Linked DNA regions of Zea mays: region 1 is linked to region 2. The links are chromatin contacts, called in public Hi-C maps. All regions are on one chromosome and are shown on one strand. Each heading gives the region's core, a stretch centred on a gene start, on an enhancer-like site or on the middle of the called end of the contact. The rest is flanking DNA. Distances are from core to core; before and after follow the strand shown.

The links. A called contact is a pair of places that touch in the nucleus more often than the background predicts.
Region 1: a contact with region 2 is called in a Hi-C map of ear, with 2.8 times the contacts expected there. The contact joins the promoter of LOC103632543 here to the promoter of LOC100282824 in region 2. A contact is called at or near these places in 2 of 25 Hi-C or Micro-C datasets (ear and leaf).

What each region holds. Positions count from the first base shown.
Region 1 is chr7:87,808,816-87,814,149 of Zm-B73-REFERENCE-NAM-5.0, reverse strand. LOC103632543 (two pore potassium channel c) reads left to right here and starts at 3,621. Exons shown (of 2, transcript XM_020541264.3): 1 at 3,621-5,202. The coding sequence starts at 4,001.
Region 2 is chr7:87,483,550-87,488,814 of Zm-B73-REFERENCE-NAM-5.0, reverse strand. It overlaps LOC100282824 (myb family transcription factor-related protein), which reads right to left and starts at 3,179. Exons shown (of 6, transcript NM_001412424.1): 1 at 2,704-3,179; 2 at 1,415-1,491; 3 at 1,287-1,341. The coding sequence starts at 2,887.

The DNA.
Region 1 (5,334 bases), core at 2,372-4,871, 320 kb before region 2:
CGGTGCGAAGCCAGATCAGTTGTCCGCTTCTGGACGACCTTGTAATTCTTGTACACCTTAAAGTTGGCCAAGAATTTTGTCTGCGCTTACTTGATCAGCTGCTCCTTGTGCTCCTCGAATTCCTTTTGATCTTCAGCCGAAAGAGTCTCCATAGTCGGCTCGATTATGTTGTTGGGAGAAATGTCAGAACTATCCTTTGAAACAACCATTGATGGCCGATTTGATAGTTCTTCATGCGAAGTCCCCATCAGAGTCGTCAAAAAGTGTGTTGACTCCGATTTGGGTGCCAATCACTGTGATGCGTACCAGCGGTGGTTCTCTCTGCGGCAGCGCGAACGGTCCACAACCGAGGCCAAACGATCCACGATCTGACGCAGAGGCGAGAGTTCCCTAGGCTGACGCTGGACGGTCCGCACCCTGGGGGCCGGATGGTCCACGTGTGCATAGGGGCCGCGACGTTCTCCTACAGCACCTGGATCTCGCTCCCGGAAGTGACCCCATCAGGGAGGAGAGATCCTAGGGTTTGTCATGGGATCGGCAGGCCACCCAAGATGCCTCTATACGACGTAGAGCCAGAGAGAGGTGAACATTAGAGAGAAGAAGCTATGTTATTGTCTACTTCTAGGGCAAAAAGTAAAGAACAGAAGGTATATTGATTATAGTTCAATTGTTGGTGATTGCAATTGGTCATACCCCTTAATATATATAAGGGAAGAAAGTCTTGACCCGTTCCTTGGCGTCTCCCAACAGCAGCCGCGGATTTAGAGAGATAAATACACGTGAAAAGGGATTAGTTATGCCTGATCCGATCTAATCGCGGACTGTTCGGTCCTCAGGGGCGGACTGTCCGGCCGTGCCCAGTGCCACAAATGGTGCTTAACAGAATGAGAGACCCAATTCTCGGGAATTGGATTATAACTATAAACTCCCTCTCCCAATTCAGAGTGTCACCTCTCTGTATTGCGTGGAATTAGCCGTACAATTCTAAGCTCTAATTCAACGACATTCAAACAATAAAATTTAAATTACATCTCATTCCAATATCTTGGCTAAATTAATACTGAACTCAATTCAAGTCCATTCCTCTAATATGGACATCCAAACGGAGCATAAGAGGATTTGCTTGGACCCGTAGTCTTATCTTATCTCTTCTCAATAAGTAATGATGTCACCGAACAAAACAATAAAAATCAAGAAAAACGCGAGAAAAAGAAAGGACTCTATTCATTTTAGTGGGTTTTAACTTTTAGAGTTAAAATATCTCAAACCTAACTAATTCGTAAACAAAGTTAAGAAAATAAGAACATTAATTTGATATATTATGAAATATAATTAATAAAGAGTATAATAATATTTATTTTGTATTGTAAATACTATTATTCTATTGTATAGATTTCGTTAGATTTTAAATATTTGATTTATAAAATTAATTAGGCGTCTTATAAAAATATATGTAATAAATAGTCATAAAGTATTTAATTATTATAAATATTATTTTTATTATATAAATTAAGTTAAACTTTATGTTTTGATTTATAGAAAGACTCGTAATTTCTACGGAGTGAGGAGGATAGTACTACGAGAAGAAGACATCAGCGGCCGCAGGCTTCCAACATCTCCCGCCGCGCCGGCCACTCGCCTTCTCCTTCCTCAGTTCCTCCTCGTCAATCCGTCCATCGCATAGGAGATAATTGCCATTATGGACGAAGAGAGGAGGGGATTCGACGAAATGAAGGCGTTGGCGTTGGCTTCTCTGTTCTGGAGACGCAGGCGACAGCCAAACTCCAAAACGGAAAGGAGACAGCGCTTGGAACTACGTTAACAGGTATTAGTTTCCTCTCTCCGTTTACCGTTCGCCTACGCAGACGCCGTCTGGCGCACTCGTCTGTACACCGTCTCTTCTCCTCGCCATCACTCTGGCACACCCGAACTCTCGCTGTGGAGAAGAAGGAGCAGAGCGCCCTGGTTCCTTTAACTTCACGCGCGATCCTTCTTCCTTCATCCCTGCCGCGCCCTGGTCTTCATCTCTCCAGCGCGCTCTGCTCCTTCTTCTCCACAGCGTTGTGGCTCCCAGCTTCTCCCTGGCTCGCCGCTCGCCCAGCTCCTTCCTAGCTTCTCTAGCCGCGCCCCTCAGCTCTCCTCTCTGGTCTCCAACGCCCAGCGCCGCGCCTGCTCCAGCCATGGTTGCCGCGCTCCCAGCTCAGAATTCCCCTGTCGTGCAGCTCGCGGTGCCCTAGATCTCCGGCCACCGTGCCTGCTCCCTTGAGCTCGCCCCTGGTTCGGCTCTGCGCCTCCCTGCTGGCCGCAGCATCTGAGTCCCCTGGCCATCGCATCTTCCATGTCTAACTACATCAAGAACACAAATAACTATAAAAAGACCTCTCGGAATTCATTTTTACAGGAAGGGTATTCAGTTAACCATATGGTATCACCTCAGAGGGCTGAAGAAAGCACACTGAGAGGTTACTCCAATCTTTCTACATTAGAAACAAGACAGCAAAAGGTTATTCAACCTGCTGATGTTCAGAGCATTGCAGGCAATGAAAATCCTAAGCGTGAGGATGGACTAGATGGTGCATGTGCTCAGAAAAGGTTCTTTCTCAAAGCTTCTTTCACAAAATCTGAATGCTCAAAGCTTCTTTCTCCAATTAGGTGGATACTGAAGAGAGAGTACTTGACCTCGTGCATTGAGGCCGGCAAGTTCGTGGACGAAGAACCGTTTGAATGGTTCGGCACAGGCTTCAACGATGGACGAACAATCAGTTTCGACGCTCCCAGGAAATGGCGAAACATAAGGCAGCAGATGGGCCATGGCGCCTTCTACGGAATGCAGATCGTTGCCTACGGACAGTTCATATTACCAACTCTGGTAATAGTTCTTTGCTTATAGTCAACCAGCTCTTTTGACAACAGGCTTGTAGTGTGGCTGTGGAAACTAGTGATGCACGAGCACGACGCCTATTGTCTTGTACTTTGGGGTTTGATTATGTTCCGTGTTTTTCTAAATTTTAAAGTTCCTCTTTCTTTGCAGGACACAGTAAAGCGTGCAGTAAAGGCCGGCAATGGCGCCGTTTTAGCAACATCGCCGCCATACACCCGGTTCCTAGACTCTGGAGTCGACTTCGCCGTGGTATCAGAGAGCATATCACGAACAGACGCGTGGGTCCAGGAATTCATCAGCCACGGCCCACGGCATTCCCTGTGTCAGCGCCGATTACCTGGTCGAGTACGTGTGCAAGCCGGGCCAGCCCCTGGACCGGCACGTTCTCTTCGAGACGAACTGCGTGGCCAGCATGTCCCTGGAGAAACTCACGAAGAAGCAGCTAGAGATGGCAACGGCGGAGAAGTCGGAACCGTCGGAAGACGACGATCCAGAGGACCTGAGCTGCTCGGCGTGCGGCCGCAGGGACCGGGGAGACGTGATGCTGATCTGCGGCGACGAGGCCGGCGGCGGGATCGGCATGCACATCGACTGCTGCGACCCTCCCCTGGACGCCGTCCCCGACGACGACTGGATGTGCCCCAGGTGCGCCGTGCCGGAGCCCGAGACTCAGATGCTGCGGCCAGCAGGGAGGCGCAGAGCCGAACCAGGGGCGAGCTCAAGGGAGCAGGCACGGTGGCCGGAGATCTAGGGGCTCAAGGGAGCTCAAGGGCGCAGAGCCGAACCAGGGGCGAGCTCAAGACGAGTGCGCCAGACGGCGTCTGCGTAGGCGAACGGTAAACGGAGAGAGGAAACTAATACCTGTTAACGTAGTTCCAAGCGCTGTCTCCTTTTCGTTTTGGAGTTTGGCTGTCGCCTGCGTCTCCAGAACAGAGAAGCCAACGCCAACGCCTCCATTTCGTCGAATCCCCTCCTCTCTTCGTCCATAATGGCAATTATCTCATCGCATAGCGGCATAGCGTCCCCACAGTCCCAAGGAATCGGTGGAATCCAACAAGTCCAACCGCCGTCTCATCTCTCTGCTTCCCGGAACCTGAGTCCGAGAAGAGCCCGTTCGACATGGACACGGAGCCGCTGCTGCCGGCGCACCTCCTCCACTCGCTGCCGGAGCACTCGGAGGTGTTCCACTTCTCCCCGCCGCCATCCCCTTCCTGCCCATCACCGGCCTCCTCCTACAAGGACCGCATCATCTTCGGCGCCCACCCGCCACCGCCTCAGCCGCCGCCGCCCCCTCCGCTTCCCCCGTCGCACTCGCACCGCGCGCACCGCCGCCGCAGCTCCGTGGACGGCCTCTACGATTTTGACCTGCCTTCCTGCTCCTCGTCCCCGCCCTCGCCACCGTCGGACCCCGAGGACCCTTCCTCCGCCGCCGCTGCCGGCGCGTCCTCTCTCTTCGAATTCATCGCCAACGCCGCAAGCGCCCGCACCAACCTCCACCGCTCCCGCACCGCCCCAGCCATGGCGCCGCTCAGCGCCGTGACGCTCGCGGCCGCAGCCGCTGCCGGGGACCAGGCTCCCGCGCCGCCCGAGCGCCCCTCCATCGTGCTGCACACCTTCCTCTTCCTGCTCGCCTACCTCGCCCTCGGCGTGACCTTCTACGCCGCCGCGCCCGCCAATTTCAGCTCCTCCGCGGGACCCACGCACCCCGTCGCCGACGCGCTCTACTTCTGCATCGTCACGCTCTGTACCATCGGATACGGTGACATCACGCCCGCCACCCCCGCCGCCAAGCTCTTCTCCATCTCCTTCGTCCTCATCGGCTTCGGCTTCGTTGACATCCTCCTCTCCGGGATGGTCTCCTATGTGCTCGACCTACAGGAGCATCTCCTCATCACCGCGCTCAAGAACCCAACCTCTGCGCGCAAGCACCGCCACAACTACATCTTTGACGTCAAGAAGGGCAGGATGCGCATCCGTATGAAGGTGGCGCTCGCGCTGGGCGTCGTGGCTGTTTGCGTGGGTGTCGGGGCTGCAGTTCTCAGGAGGGTGGAGAGCCTGGGGTGGCTCGACGCCGTCTATCTTGCCGTGATGTCGGTGACCACAGTTGGTTATGGGGACCAGGCGTTCCGGACACTGGCTGGGCGCCTTTTTGCATCCGCTTGGCTGCTCGTGTCCACCCTGGCTGTGGCAAGGGCATTCCTCTACTTGGCAGAGATGAGGATTGACAAGAGGCACCGAGCCATGGCCAACTGGGTGCTGTCCAGAGACATGACCGTGTCTGAATTTCTTGCTGCAGACATTGACAACAATGGATATGTCACGTAAGTCCATGAGGCCTTGGTTCACATTTCTTTGCTTTCATTCACTAGTTAGCATGATTATGTCCAAATGATTTCTTATTTTTATGCTGAGGAAACATTATTCATCCATTGATATGCTATGCAAACGGGTGG
Region 2 (5,265 bases), core at 1,930-4,429:
GGTTATTGTAAATATTTAAATTTTCGTCTTAAAGCAATATACACAGTTCTCCAGCATATTTGAGAAAGAAAAAAAAATATTCACCAACAAACCGTCACATGCTTCTTCCTAAACAAATTCTTCTAGTGAGAGGTGGTCAGGTGATCCTTCAAAAAAAAAGTTAAAAATATTAAAACACAGAAAGGGTGGAGATTATTCCAAGTGGATGGATACTGAAAGAGCTAATTTTGTCTTATTATGAGTCACAGATCTAACTAAAATCTGCTACATCTGTAGTCTTTACTATGTCCATAGCCCTGTACTACAGCTTGGGTCTCAAGGTTCAACATTCTCATGAGCATATATGTTGATGAATTTGAAGGATCATATTCGCACTAGCAGATCATCATCCGCCCCTCTAGGTACATATCCGAATGCTGCATGGTTCATTACTCTATCACAGGAGAACAGTGATGATTGGCATCCACACTCAACCTAACTGAGGTCAAGCCACCGAGTGGTAAATCCAAATCTTCAACTTGATTTGCACTAGGAAAACAAATTGAAATTGAAAATGAGAACATACTCTTGTAGGCCTTGGCAAAGAATGACAATATGCATCAGCACTGTATCATTTTTAGAAGTACACGTGTGTATACTCATGTGAGGTGTCAGGTGTATATGAGGCAAGTTCAATTTGTGTTTGGATAGGGCATTTGGAAATGCATATAACCAAATCCCTTTACAAATTATTGTTAGCACCAACATCCTAATCAAGTAACAAATGTCCAGGCCATCTCTTCTACCTCCCATGATGCAGTAATTTCGGCAGTATCAATCTGCTCTGCATCCCTATCAACCATAGCCTCACTATGACTAAAAAATCCTGCATATTTAGTCATCATAAGAACAGACTACTCTGACCCTTCCTGTAGTCTTCCTTATTAGTCTCATTCTGCATCCTTACCACAGACGCTGTTGATCCACAACAGATGTCCATTTTATAACTAGGAAAAGACCAGATTCTCCTTTACAAAGTTATCATCAACTTCCATCTTTCATAAAAGACTACATACTATATGTTCACACATAGGTGATATATCATTTCACAAAAAACAATAAGGAAACTAACACATAGAGACCATTGATCAATCATAATAGCAATAAACATCATACAGAGTGTCATAAAGAAAAAGTGCACCTGTTAATAAAATACAGGTTGCGTTGATTCAAATTGAACTTTGAAATCATAAAAAAAATTAGAAACACCACAGAAAGAATTGAACATTAACTGGATAACAACTTACCATCTTTAGATTGCTCTGACCCCTCTTTATCAGATTGTTTACCTAACCTATATTTCTGATCACATGAGAAACATTTAGAACCAGTTGTTTTTAAGACTTTTGAGGAACATGTGAGCATGATGAAGTACCTGAAGATGACTCTTCAAGTGGAAAAGAGTAAGACCCTTGACACCCATCGTCCTTAAGATAGTTTTTGGTGTTGCTTCTGCAAAATTATTCATTCATTAAAAATATTTTCAAAACACAAGAAACAAGAATTTAGATTAGTGTGCTCTCCTAGTTCCGTGATAGCAAATGACTAATTGCATACTACCATTTGGAGGGACAATTTGACATCCAAATGGACCCGGTGGCAGTGGTGACTGCTCTGCCCCAGTTCACACAAAAAATAACGGTGGAACACCAAAACGACAAGGAAACATATACTTCCTTTGTTTTGAATGTTTGACATTATAGCTGAATTTCCAGGATATTTGGCGCCAAAAATGAATCTATATAAAAAATTACAGAAATAAAATGCTTGAAACCTAAAATTTGAACAATAAAAAACTATATAGAGTGCAAATATGCAAGAGCCAAGCTTGTGTATAATAAGCAATCCCTTCGTTCTAAATTATAAGTTGTTCTGGTTTTTCTAGATGCATAGCAAAAGCCATGCATTGAGATAAACTGTATGTCTAGATGCATAGCAAAGCTATGTACCTAAAAACTAAAAAAACTAGAATGACTTATAATTTGAAGAGAGGAGTATCTCAGAGAAAACATTATACACTTCTTGCTAGCCCCAACAGATCAATTTCCAGCAGCCAACATTACTGTTGGCGCCGAAATCCGGAAAGCCGACCGTCCGCGTCACCACCGCGGGCCGTCCTGCCCGGGGCGGACAGTCCGCATGTCACATTTTGCGTTCAACAATTACGTTAAAAAATCCACACTAATCAACCTTCATCAATACAGGTCACCATAACATAATGACCGGACACGATGAACATGACCCATCTTCTCTGCATGCAGCAGAAACACAGGCCACATCTCTCAATATGTTCCATAGCAAGAAAGCAGATAAACTTCATTCATGCACGCCCCAAATACCATGTTACCTCGGGCACGCTAGATCTGACATCGGAAGCGCAAATGCACGGCGCACTTATCCAAACGACTTGCGTTTAGCTCGAGCCTAAATTCCAGGATTTGTACACTAACGATCAAAACTTTCCGACGGTTTCAGCGCAAGCATCCTCAATCCGGAACGGAACCTCGCGCGCGCCACGAAATCTCGGCTACCGAGAGACCAAGGAAGACACCCAATGGATGCACTAACCAACAAGGCAACAAGCACGCAATGCTCTCTATTCCAATGCCAAAACCAAGGACCGCCAAAGTTGCGAGATTGGAGAGGGAGGAGAGGGTAGCTCACTCTCGGGTCCGCCGAGCTGGGCCACGGCGTCGACGAAACGCTCGTGGAGGTCGGCCGTCCACCGTAGCCTGGGCTTGGGGTCCGCCGTCAGTACAAGGCTCGGCCCACCGGGGCCGGAGCGCGGTGGCCCATCGCCGGGAGCGGTAGCGTCAGGGCGGTGGTGGATCAGGCCAGGCGGGAACATCTGCTCCTCCTGCCGCCCCCCGCGAGGACAGAGAGGGTCCTTCTCCTTCCCTCAAAAGCGAAGGATGCAATCCGAGGAAAAGTCCTTCGGCTTTCTCTCTCCCCTTTCTTGCTGGTTCTTGCTTCTGCTGCTGCCGCTTTCCACTGGCAGCGATTCCTCCAACTTCTTCAGCCCTGCTCTCTCTCTCTCTCTCTCTCTCTCTCTCTCTCGCTCGCTCGCTCTCGATCGAATTGTGTTTAGTAGCTCTCTGGTGGCGCAAGCTGCAAGGCTCCCATTTCATTATTGCCGTAATGATATTTGTTAGTGCAAAGCAATGTCCTTTTCTGACACCGTCATTGAAAAATTACATCTGACTTGATAAACACTGCATCTGGTTAGTCAGTAGAGCCATCATCGTCCCAGAGACATATAACAGCCCACCTCTTAAAAATCCTTTCTTAATCTTGATTGATTGGTGTAGAATGAAATCCTGAGCTGTTGGTGACTGCACAATCATTGGAGCATGGAAATTTCATCGCCCTTTTGCTTTTTGTACTTGCGCTTCTCACTCCTCTGTCCTCTTGCTCTCGCTCGTCACTCTCCTGTCTGTTTGGTGCGGCCAAATTGGCAATTGGGCTGACACAATAATAATTAATTAATCAGATCTTGCTTGCTGAAAATATAAAATGGAGTGGACGGCGGCACAGGTGACCGCTCAACCTGAACAGAGACTGATTGGTGCCTCCTCTCCAATTGTTTAGGCATTTTCATTCTGCTCTTTTGCTGTGTTCCTTGCTTGCAAAATATTGTCTTGCACGTTCATGTCTAGATCCAGACGTCATCACCTTTCCGGATAAGAAACTATTGATGTTATTAAAATACAGCTCAGATTACTAGTACTTCGATCAATTGATTAGTCTATCTTCAGCAATTTATTTATCCATATACTAATACTCAAACTTCACTCTGTGAATAGTGCAGTCTACAGTGTGAAACAATGTTTTAGATGATCATATAGATAAACTGTTGGACACGGTATTATAATGTTGGACCAGATTCAATTTTCGCAAGGGCTAGAAAGAACCTGATGTTGGCCCAAAATAGTTCACTCCAAAGCCTAAAAACTTTTCACTCCTTCCATTCACCTCTCCTTGTCCCCTCACATTTAAATGATAAAAGACTAAAATTACATACAAATGAGGATTCGAACAATGGTTATTGACTCTAAAGCCATATTCACACCCACCTAGACAACATAATATGTATGTATTGTGACTTTGTGTTTTATATTCTATACTCTATCATAAATAGAAACAGTAACAACGTGCAGTGTCTAGATAATGTTTATTTTTTAATCAAATATTGAAATATAACATTTTATTTGTGAAATGGAAAGTGCCTAATAGCTTTGCAGTTACTAGTAATAAACAAGGACAACTTAGTGGTGACAAAAGTATTATGATAAATATTGACATGCAAAACGACATTGTGGCAAGGACAAAAATATCCAATTTAGGGATTGTTTGGTTAAGAGTGGATTAAAGGGATTGGAAGGGAATAAATCTCCCCTCTTCAATTTTGAATAGAAAGAGATTTAATCCTCCTCAATCCTCTCTAATCCCACTTAGAGATGGCAATGGAGACCCGATCCCCGATTCCCCGTAGGGAATTCCTCTATTAGGGGATGGGGATGGAAAAATTTCTTCTCCCGCGAGGATTTAAATGGGGAAAATTCTTCGCCGACGGGTAAACGGGGATCCCCGTTCCCCACGGGGACCCGTTAAACTTACATGTCACAATGTTTTCATATAATAGTTAATGATAAAATAAATAATTATCTTGCCAAGAGATTACTCGTTGTATAAATGCATTCATTTTAATGTACACATAATGATTTTTACATCTAACAATGTGTATAAGTGACAAGGTTTTATATTAATAACAAATGAAGTACGATCTATTTATAATTTAAGCGGGGACGGGGATCCCCGACAGGGATTTATCCCCGCGGGTAACGGGGATGGGGAAGAAATGTCCACGTTCGTGGGGATCCCCGCAGGGATTTTTTTTGAAACTTAAATTACTGTAGGGAGAGCCTACAGTATTTTTATTGCATGAGGAGAGAAAGGGAAAGTAGATACAGAAAGGAGAACGAAAATTACAGAATAGAACACTGAATCCAGGTTTTAATTTTATCTCCTTTCACTGGCTTAACTCGGTGACACAATAAGTTCATTTCTGTTTTGAACATGTCCCGACATTCTTCCACCGTGGGCGGAATCTCATTGAACACCCAATTGTTTCAGCTTTTCCAGATGCACCAGGTTAATAGAATGATAGTTTCAAGTTTCCATGGGACTTGCCAACGTCTTCTGATCCTTAGAATGGTGTTGATCAAG